Regions from separate parts of the Capra hircus genome. Here region 2 is linked to region 1. The links are chromatin contacts, called in public Hi-C maps. All regions are on one chromosome and are shown on one strand. The core of a region is the stretch at or near the end of the contact, and the rest is flanking DNA. Distances in the headings are between cores, read along the strand shown. Region 1 has its middle 17 kb from the start of MKNK2. Region 2 overlaps MOB3A (MOB kinase activator 3A).

Region 1 (5,378 bases), core at 595-3,094:
TCTCGCCTTTGCGTAATGCCGAGGCTCCTTCCTCATGACCTTTGCCAAGGGCGGAGTTCCTCACACTGGCTCATGGCACAAATGAACCTATCTGTGAAACAGAAACACACTCCCAGACATAGAGAACAGACTTACGGTTGCCAAGGGGGAAGAGGGTAGGAGAGGGAAGGATTGGGAGCTTGAGGCTAGCAGATGCAAACTATTACATATAGGATGGGTAAACAAGGTCCTACTGCATAGCACAGGAAACTCTATTTAATATCCTGTGATAAAACACAACGGAAAAGAAAACAAACAAACAAACAAAAAAAAAAGAACGGGCATTTTCCTGGTGATCCAATGGTTAAGAATCCACCTTCCAATTCAGGGGACTCAGGTTCCATCGCTGGTCAGGGAACTAAGATCCCACGTGCCTCAAAGCAACTAGCTCCACATATCAAAACTAGACTCGAGGCAGCCAAATTAATTAATTAAAAGTGGTGACTTAAAAAAAAACGTATATATGTGTATAACTGAATTACTTTGCTGGACAGCAGAAATTACCACCATGTTGTAAATCAACTTACAATTCAATAACAAACATTTTTTTAATTCAGTAAATAAATAAATGGAAGGGAACGAACAAGACAGGCAACCAAGACTGGCAGTTCCACCCAAATGGCCCTCAATGCAGGGTTTGAAGATAAACCTTCTACCTCCTGGGGCTTCCCTAGAGGTTAGGACTCCATGCTTCCAGTGCAGGGGCCCAGGTTTGATCTCTGGTCAGGGAATTAAGATCCCACATGCCTCAAGGTGCAACCAAACATAGAAGAAAGGAAGAATGAGCAAGGGAGCGAACGAGCGACTGAGAAAGCTCTTACACCTCTGGAGAGGTAGGAGGTCTGGGGCTCAGTCACCTGAGCTCCCTCAACCTCTGCTGCTCCCTTGCCTCCAAGTCCTCGTCTCCCAGAAGGTTCTGGGCACCTAAATTCCTCACAAGGTGAAGTTGCCCCTTCCTGGCTCCTCCCTGAGCCAGGGGAGGCCCCTGATACCAAACACGCTCAGCCAAGAAGGCAAAACAAACAAGACCAGACAAGCACTCCAAAGGGTAGGCCTGCAGGTGACGTGACCTGACACACTGGGCACGGGGATGCCCCGGGTCCCATGGCAGTGGGAGGACGGTTACTCTGTTGGCAGGGCCCGCGCCACCCCTGGCTATCAGGAAAACCATGGACATTGCAAATTGAAACATTTATTCCCTTGGGATTCCTTTTCAGCCCATGGTGCAAATATATTTTACATATGTTTATTCTGGGATGTAAAGTGGTTCTGATGTGGAACTGACAAACACGTAACTTCCTTAACGACAGGAAGACAGGCAGAGAGGAGAGTGTGAGGGAGGCCGCGCTCCAGCTAAGGACACATCCGCTCCACGCCTGCGGGCGGGTGACTCCCACGGCTGCACTTCCTCCGTGTCCCCATCTGAGACACCTCCTCCCTGCTGAGATACCCAGAGCGCCCCCAGTCTCAAATGCAGGGCTTAGGGTGCTCCCGCTCCCACTGGGTCCCTGAGCCCTGCTTCCATGTCTTGCTCTGTGGTGTGCATCCTGGTGGGGTGTGCATGTGTGTTAGTCGCTCAGTCGTGTCCGACTCTCTGCAACCCATGAACTGTAGCCCACAGGCTCCTCTGCCCATGGGATTCTCCAGGCAAGGATACTGGAGTGGGTTGCATTCCCTTGTCCGGAGGATCTTCCTGACCCAAAGGTGGAACCTGGGTTTTCTGCACTGCAGGCAGATTCTTTACCATCTGAGCGACCACCAGCGGCACACCTCTGCAGATGGGGTGTATTCCCTTATGTGGCCATCAGGGGGAGTGAGACCCAAGGATCTGCACCAGCAAGGGGTAAAGGTGTGAAGGATGGGGGACCCTACTCTCCTGGTACTCCAGTGCCCTGACCCATTTTCCAGATGGGCATATTGAGCACAAACCCAGTCTCACATGCCAGGGCCAGAACCATATGGAGCTGATTAGAAGGCCAGGAGAGACCACCCATCCAGATCCCTCACTCACTCAGCCTGTCCCACTACATTTATTGAGCACCAACCATATGGCTGAGGCTCAGGACAAACAGACTGAGGATCAACCAAGGACTGGGGGTGAAACACAGATACTGGGCCTTGTGACCTGCATTCTCCAAAGGGGTAGGGAGGACAGTAGCCCCCCTAGACCAAAGAAATGTATTAATAAATAAATGAAAGGGAACTCAACCGCACTGGCCACGTTGCACCCGCTCAGTAGCCACGTGTGGTTGATAGCTGCAAAGACAGAGAACAGGCTCACTGCTCCAGGAGGTCCTACCAGAAGGCACCTGCTTCCATGGCCCCCCGATACCTTCTCCTGGGTTGGCCCAAAAGTCTGTTCAGGTTTTTCCATGACATCTTAGAGAAAAACCCAAACAAACTTTTTGGGCAACCCAATATTTTCAAGTGAGCACAAGAAATAAGTGGAGTTTTGTTTTACTTTGAGACCAAAGGGAGGAGGAACTGCAAACACACAAGTGAATAACAGAAAGTGGTTACTTGCTAATAAGATTGTAGCATGTCAGGATCCTGCTCGTGACATTGTAATAGACTTTTGCACAATGTTACCACTAGGGGAAATGTTAGTTCTTACAACTGCTGGGAATTCACTGGTCTTCCAGCAAACATTCTTAGCACAAACATTACCTCCATGACCAAATTTGTGTGTGTGCGTGCTCAGTTGCTCAGTTGTGTCCGACTTTTTTTGCAACCCCATGGACTGTAGCCCGCCAGGCTCCTCTGTCCACGGGATTTCCCAGGCAAGAATACTGGATTGGGTAGCCATTTCCCACCCCAGGGGATCTTTCTGACCCAAGGGTCAAACCCAAGTTTCCTGCATTGCAGGCAGTTTGCACCCCCTTAAATTTTAGGCCCAGGCGAGGGTCCTGGCCCAGGTTTGGAGTGGTGATGAGCAGCTTTCTCACCATGGTGTGCTTGGCATCAGTCCCCCAGTGAAGCAAGAAGCGGTCCAGGAAGTAAGGACCATGATGGGACCAGAGACTGGACAAGGGTGACCCACTGGGCTGATAACCTCAGCTGGGGGGCACCAGGGCTCCAACTCACAACCTTCATGTGGTTCTTGTACCTGTGGAGTGGATGCCCCTTTGGACACAGGGCTTCCCTTGTGGCCCAGTGGTGAAGGCTCTGCGCTCCCACTGTGAGAGCACGGGTTTGATCCCTGGTTGCAGAATTAAAGTCCCACATGCTATGCGGCGTGGTCAAAACAAAACAAAAATGCTGGCAACAGGATCGCATCCCTCTTTGTCCCCCAGTCTGTGCTGGGGACTTGCCACCAGACACTCTCCCCAAGGCCCTTCCACATCACCATCCCAGGGCCCAGATCCTGGAGGCCTCCTTGGTCCCTGAGCCAAGGATGTGGCACTGGGCAGACCCCCTCTGGTTGGCTTCCTCTCACAAGGTCATCAAAGGGAAACCAAGGCAGGAAAGAGCTGGAACTGGTAGATGTCATGGAAACCCCACAGCACCTTCCCAAAGTTGCCCACAAACCCCAAACCCTGTATGAAGGGGAGCATAAATCCCAGCAGATGGAAGAGACGAACATAGCCCAGTGTTAGGACCAGAGAGGGTTCACGGCACATGATGAACCCAGAGCCACCAGGCTCCAGACACTTGTCCAAATCCCAGAGGTGAGCAGTCGGGCTGGGAGCGCCCGGCTCATTCATGAGCCCTGCCCCAAGAACCCAGCCCTCCCTTCCTCCTTCCTGTGCCAGCTCACCCCATCCAGGCTTCAACCAACGAGGTAAGTCCTTCCTCTGACTGAATTTCATCACGCTTCACTTTAAACCAGTTTGTCTTCTTTCTGGGTGAGTCAAAGACCAGGACAGGCTGCAGTTTCCTGGGACGGGATGATGAAAGAAGCTGTGAGGATGAACCACCAGGAGGGCCTGGTGTGCGGACTAATGACAGCATTGGGAACAAAACCTGCAACAAATCCCTGAACTCTAGGGTGGAGACGCCAGTGCTGGTGATAAATCACTCTCCCATACACTGAGTGAGCACTTACTGTGTCCCAGACTCAGTACAGACTCAGTCCTGTCATCTTTTTCATTCTTATTGCAGGGAAATTCACAGAATATGAAATTCACCCATTTAAAATGAACACTTCAGGGAATTCCCTGATGGTCCAGTGGTTAAGACTCCAGGCTTCCATTGCAAGGGGCACAGGTTCAAACCCTGGTGGGGAAGCCAAGATCCCACCTACTCCATGGCACAACCAAATAAGATAAAATGAAGACTTTAGCAGCATTTAGCATATTCACAGGGCTGTGTAACCATCACTTGTAGTTCCAGAACATTCCATCACCCCAAAAGAAACCCAGTGCCACCGGCTGTCATCCTCAGCCCCTGACAACCAGGAACTCACTCTCTGTCTTCATGGATTTGCTTGTTGTGGACGTTTCACATAAGTGGGATCACACATTATGTGACCTTTTATATCTGGCCTATTTCACGCTATTTTTTAAATAAAATTTCTTTTTTAAAAAACAGTTTTGAGAGACTTCCCTGGTGACCCAGTGGCTGACTGCATGCTCCTCTTGCAGGAGGCCTGGGTTCAATCCTTGGTTAGGGAACTAGATCCTGCAAACTGCAACTAAAGATCCTGCATGCTACAATTAAGTCAGCAAGAACAGGACTGGGAGCTGACTGTGGCTCAGATCACGAACTCCTTATTGCTAAATTCAGGCTTAAGTTGAAGAAAGTAGGAGAAACCACTAGACCATTCAGATATGACCTAAATCAAATTCCTTATGATTATACAGTAGAGGTGACAAATAGATTCAAGGGATTAGATCTGGTAGACAGTGCCTAAAGAACTATGGGTGGAGGTTTGTAACATTGTACAGGAGGCAGTGACCAAACCTATCCCAAAGAGAAAGAAATTCAAGAAGACTAAGTGGTTGTCTGAGGAGTCTTTACAAATAACTGAGGAGAGAAGAAAAGTGAAGGGCAAAGGAGAAAGGGAAAGACATACCCAACTGAATGCATAGTTCCAGAGAATAGCAAGGAGAGATAAGAAGGCCTTCTTAAATGAATAATGCAAAGAAATAGAGAAAAACAATAGAATAGGAAAGACTAGAAATCTGTCCAAGAAAATCAGAGATACCAATGGAACATTTCATACAAGGGTGGGCATGATAATGGACAGAAATGGTAAGGACCTAACACAAGCAGAATAAATTAAGAAGAAGTGTCAAGAATACACAGAAGAACTATGCAGGACCTAATGCAACCTAATAAATAAATCAGTTCAGTTCAGTTCAGGCGCCAGACCTCCCTGTCCATCACCAACTCCGCAG
Region 2 (5,049 bases), core at 145-2,644, 48 kb after region 1:
CTCCACTGATGGGAAACGTGCAGAGCAGGCAGATCTGCAGACACAGGGAGTGGGTTCCTGGTGGTCAGGGGCTGGGCCAAGGGATGGGGTGACTGCTGACGGGAACAAGGTTTCTTCGGAGGTGACAGAATGTTCTGGAACTGGAGAGAGGTGGTGTTGCAGACAATGTGAATGGACTGAAAACAGCGGACTGCACACATGAAAGGCGGAGAGTCTGGAACATCAATGAGAGCCAGGAAAGCTGTTATTTTTAAAGTAGGGTGAGGAGACAGAGCAAGTGTGGGCTGAAGTGCTGCTCTGGGAACCACAAAGAACAGGCCATTTCCCTCTGGGTTCAAGCTGGGGCCAGAACTGCCTGTACAATCTGCTTACCGTGCGAGGTGACAGCACAAACTCAGAAGACCACACGGGTGAAAGGCGCAGGCGCTGACGTGTGAGAGAGGGAACGCGCGCCGTCAGGCCGCCTGGCGACGGGGCAGGAAGCCACCTGTGCTCTGCACGAGGAGGCCTGTCCAGAGACCAGAAGAGCTGCCCCTGAGGCCCCAGCCACCAGCATCACTTCCTGCCACCTTGGTTAACGCCCAGTGAGGCAGTCACGGTAACCCACAGAGCAAAGCAGAACCCTACTTTAAAGTTGGAAAGACTGAAGCCCAGACTTGCCACTACTGACACTGGGGCCACCCTGGGCACTATGGGGGTGAGCAGCAGCCCTGCCCCCTCATGTGAGGAGCATCCCCCGTTGTGACGACCACAGATGTCCCCAGATGTGATCCAGTATCCCCTGAGGGCAGGAGCATCCCAGGTGAGAAACACTGGGCTAGAAGATGGTGACTCAGTACTAACCATTAACTACTAGTGGTCACCATTAACTACTACCCAGTTAATGAGTAAATCACTGTTAGGCTGCACAGCTGGTAGCAGAAGGAGTCAGTGTTTGCACCCTGGACCGTGGGGATGAAACTGTGGTCCCTTCTGCCTGGCCACCCACCTCCACTGCCCCACCCTCCACTCTTCATCCCAAATCCAGGGCCAAATCCCTCCTAGCTGGGGCTGCTCCCGCACCAGGCACCTCTGCCGCACCTGCAGTCTGGTGTAGGTGCCTCCGGTTCTGACCCTCCCCGGTTCTGGAGGTATGGTAGAGACCTGTGCCTAGGGCCTGGAGGGCAGGAAGAGGTGCCTCCAAAAAGGGAGGGTAGCCACAAAGAGCCCAGCTGCCGTTTTTCTCCCAACATGGATGATCTGAGACCCCCAGGAGGCCCCGGTTAAGAGGCCACCTGCCCTGACCCTCTGTTGCAGAGACTAGTCGCATCCCCTGTGCTGGGCAGCAGGGACTCCTCTGTATGAGGGCACTTGTGCTGGATGTGGCGGGTGGGGGCCCTGCGCCTCCACCTGCCCCCCGACCATGACCGCTAACTGCCGAGGGGCTGTGCACCCGCCAGGTGGTTCATCTGTAAACCAAGCAGCTCTCAGGGCCACTCCAAGAGCAGGTCAAGGGACAGTCCCCGTGTGTGGACTGACCAGCAATCCAAGCTGCCCTCCCCTGCACCTACCGCCTGCCAGCAATTTCTCACCCACGATTCACTTTAGCCTCCAAACACCCTCTGCCCGGGCTGAATGCAGCCTCACTTAGGCCATGAGAAGACAAAGCAGGGTGCTATCCCTCATCCAGCCAGAGTGGGGTTGGCCTGGGCTGGCCCCTGAGCCCCCACAGCGGCCTCTGTGCACGCAGGTGTCCAGGCTCCTTATCTGCCCTATAGCCGGCCTTCTCACCCTCACAGAGAACCACAACACCAAGAAAAATGCAACCTGCCCGCACCCCACTGCTACCTTCTATTGACTCTGGGGTCTCTGGGGCCACGTGACCTGTCAGACAGGCACAGGCTGTGGGGTGGTGAGAAGCAGGCAGGGACCCCACTGACCCGGGCGACCCCACAGCTCTATCTACAGCCCGTCAAGCCACGGACCAGACCCGCACCAGGATGGTTCTAGAAGATGGGGCAGGGTGATGAAGCAGGCTTATAAGGCTCCTGCCTACCTTTCTGTCTCCTGAGAAAGTGGGAGGGTTTTTTTTTTAAGTGGAAGCAATGATTTTTGAAAAACTTCCTGGATGGACAGAGCTCCCATCAAAACCAAACAGCACTTTCTATAAAAAACACACTCCCTTGGGTTCCTATGACCAAGGAGTGGGCAGCCACTGGAAAGTGCCTTTTCCTTGAGAAGCACCCCGGAGTCACTGCAGCAGCCTCCTGCCGCCAAAATCCCAGGTACCGTTTCTGGAGATCCCGGGTTTCTGCCCTCTCTTAGAAGACCTCCAAGGGCAGCAAAGAGAAAACCAGGAGAGGCTTCTCGGAATCCAGCACAAGGGGCTCCCCTGGGTCTTCCTGCACACTAGATGAATGTGGCACTTACAAACTCCAAGAGTGACAAAGGTTAAAATGACAAAATTCCCCTGCCCCAGCACACACCCACCCACCCCTGTTCTTTTTCTAAAAACAAAACACAGTTCCTGTTGGCAACCGCCACACCTCAGCCCCGTCGCCACTTCCTTCCGGTGCCTCCACATCCTGCCTGGCTGATGACATTTGCCACTGTTGTGTGTAAACCCTGCCCCTGGCCCAGCAGCCTTTGTGGCTGGCTAGGAGATGCTCACAGCCCAGGATCTGTCCTGTTAAAGATGGTTGCGCCTCAGGGCTGTCTCCCATAGTCTAAATGTTTGTGTTTAAATACTGAGACTGCTCCCTGGGTGGGGAGGCTGCCTGCATCCTGAAGGATACAACAAAGGCCAGGTGCTTTAGATGGGCTCGCTATAGTCCAGCCCTCCTAGTAATCCTTTTTTTCCCCCACAAAAGCCAACTGATATATAATTCACATGACTATAAACCTACACAGTTCAATGGATTTTAGTAAAATCATGAACTGTGCAACCATCACCACTACCTAATTCCAGAACATTCTTATCACCCCACAAAGAAACCCCATGCCCATCAGCAGTTATCTCCTATCGCCCTTTTATAAGCAGAATCACATCCCCCCTCAAAAGATGTGCTGAAGTCTTAACAGGTGAAGTGATCCCATGTGGAAGCAGGACCACTGCAGACGTACTTAAGTTGAGGTCACCGTGTCCCACAAGAAGAAGGGATCTGGACACAGACACAGACAGCCATGTGGCGGAGGCAGAGATCACGTGCTGCGTCTACAAGCCCTCCAAGCCGCGGGATGACCAGGATCACTGGCCTCACAGGAAGCGGGGGGGCGAGGCAGCAAGGACCCTTCCTGGTGCCTCTGAGAGCCCTGAGCCCATGGCAGATAAGAGATGGCCTGGGATCTAGGCCCAGCTGTCCCCACCTCTACTGTCCTCTGCTCTGCCAAGACAAAGAGGGGCTGCCAGGTGTCCACAGCCCAGCGCCATGATTCTCCTTTGAAGCTCCTCCCTCTGTCTCAGTTCCCCACGGGGGCAAACACAGATTCTCTGTTCAACAAAACGGTGTTGGGGGTCGGGGGACAGAAAGGAGAGAAATGCAGGAGAGGTTGTGGGTGGTGTGTCCATGAAGGAGTCACACCTCTTCCTTCTGAGGACTTGTTCCAAAGCTGCAGAAGCCTTCACTGCGTGGTTGACTGACTGGAGAACTGAGTGTCAGAAAGGGAATACACAAGAAACCATGCCTCCAAACTTCCATCCACCACAAGCCCCACCTTTTCTGGCTGCCCAAACTTCCTCTCAACATCAGGGTCCTCGTGACTTGCCTGCGCACTGACCCCAGTCTGTGGGGAGGGTATCCACCAGGCAACACAGTCTCTCCAGGCATTGGGAGAGCTCCCTCCATGCTCAGCTACAGCCATGGGTCTCAAATGCAGTGACCCTGCCCCCCAGCGACCACAGGAGAATGGGGCACTCCTGGCACTGAATGGATGGGGCCAGGGATATTGCTCCACATCCCACAGAGAGTGCCCAGGATGGCCCCCCATGGAAAGCAGCCCAGCCCTGGATGTATTATTTAGGACTCAGCAGCCACAGGAATGACCATCTCCTTCCCAGAACCTGGCTTCTGAAGTCAGATTCCCCTTTTTGGCTTAAGCAGCCTGAACCTCGTAATTCCAGGAAGTCAGGAGCTCACCAGCTGGGGCATGTCCAGAAGTTCCCCGAGTAAAAACCCAACTTCCAAGTCAGCTGCTTGGGGAATTTTTGTTCAACCTCCATTTCAAGAACCCCTGGAGATGGAAGAGCAGCTCCCGGAATGATGGTTAATGGCTGACTCTTCCATGAACTTGGCTGGCTTGGGAGCATCATCACATATGAAGCAGACTGCCTTAACCTTGTTAGGAATATGAATCATCTCGAGCCCAGGAACTGAAATAGTACTTCCAAGAACCCTCTTAGGGACTGAAACAACCACTTCTACTTTTGTTGAGAGAGAGGCACACCTAGAACTCAGCTTGTCACAGCTATGTGGGGCGTCTGGTGGGCAAACACCATGGTCCAGATTTGAGAGATGATAGACACACTTTCTCCTTTAGGTGGTTCAAAACAAAAGTATACTATCAAGCCTCAAAAAGACAGGAGGAGCTGGAAATGTGCACCATTAAGTGAAAGAAGCGCGTGTGAGAAGGTGACATCGTGATTCCCACTCCATGATGTTCTGGAGAAGGCAGAGCTGAGCTCTGGGGACAGAAGAAGGATCAGTGGTTGTGGGGGGCCATTGTGGCGGTGGGGAGTTTACAGGGGAGATGAACAAGTGGAGCGCAGGGGATTTTTAGGGATGTGAAACTACTCTGTGTGAAAAAATGATGGGTATGTGTCAGTGTACATCTGTCCAAACCCAGAGAGCATGCACCACTGAGCGTGAACCCACCAAATGTGCTCTGGATGATGGCTGACAGGGACGTGTCAGTGGAGGTTCATCCTGGTGACAAACGTCCTGCTCTGGTGGGAGATGCTGATAACCGGGGAGGCAATGCAGAAGTGGGGGCAGGGGGCATACAGGAATTCCCTGTACCTTCCGCTCAATTATGCAGTAAGCTTAAACCTGCTCTAGAAAACTTAAGTCTATT

The links. A called contact is a pair of places that touch in the nucleus more often than the background predicts.
Region 2: a contact with region 1 is called in a Hi-C map of blood, with 2.7 times the contacts expected there. The contact joins two enhancer-like sites. A contact is called at or near these places in 2 of 5 Hi-C or Micro-C datasets (both in blood).

The regions. Positions count from the first base shown.
Region 1 is chr7:89,065,652-89,071,029 of ARS1.2, forward strand. No RefSeq gene overlaps it. Among named protein-coding and RNA genes, the nearest start is that of MKNK2, 17 kb to the right of the region's middle. Within about 2 kb of position 1,845, at least 3 of the 5 cell types and tissues checked have an H3K27ac peak or open chromatin away from gene starts, as enhancers often do.
Region 2 is chr7:89,113,802-89,118,850 of ARS1.2, forward strand. The region is part of intron 1 of MOB3A (MOB kinase activator 3A); the gene reads right to left. Among named protein-coding and RNA genes, the nearest start is that of MOB3A, 5.4 kb to the right of the region's middle. Within about 2 kb of position 1,395, at least 1 of the 5 cell types and tissues checked has an H3K27ac peak or open chromatin away from gene starts, as enhancers often do.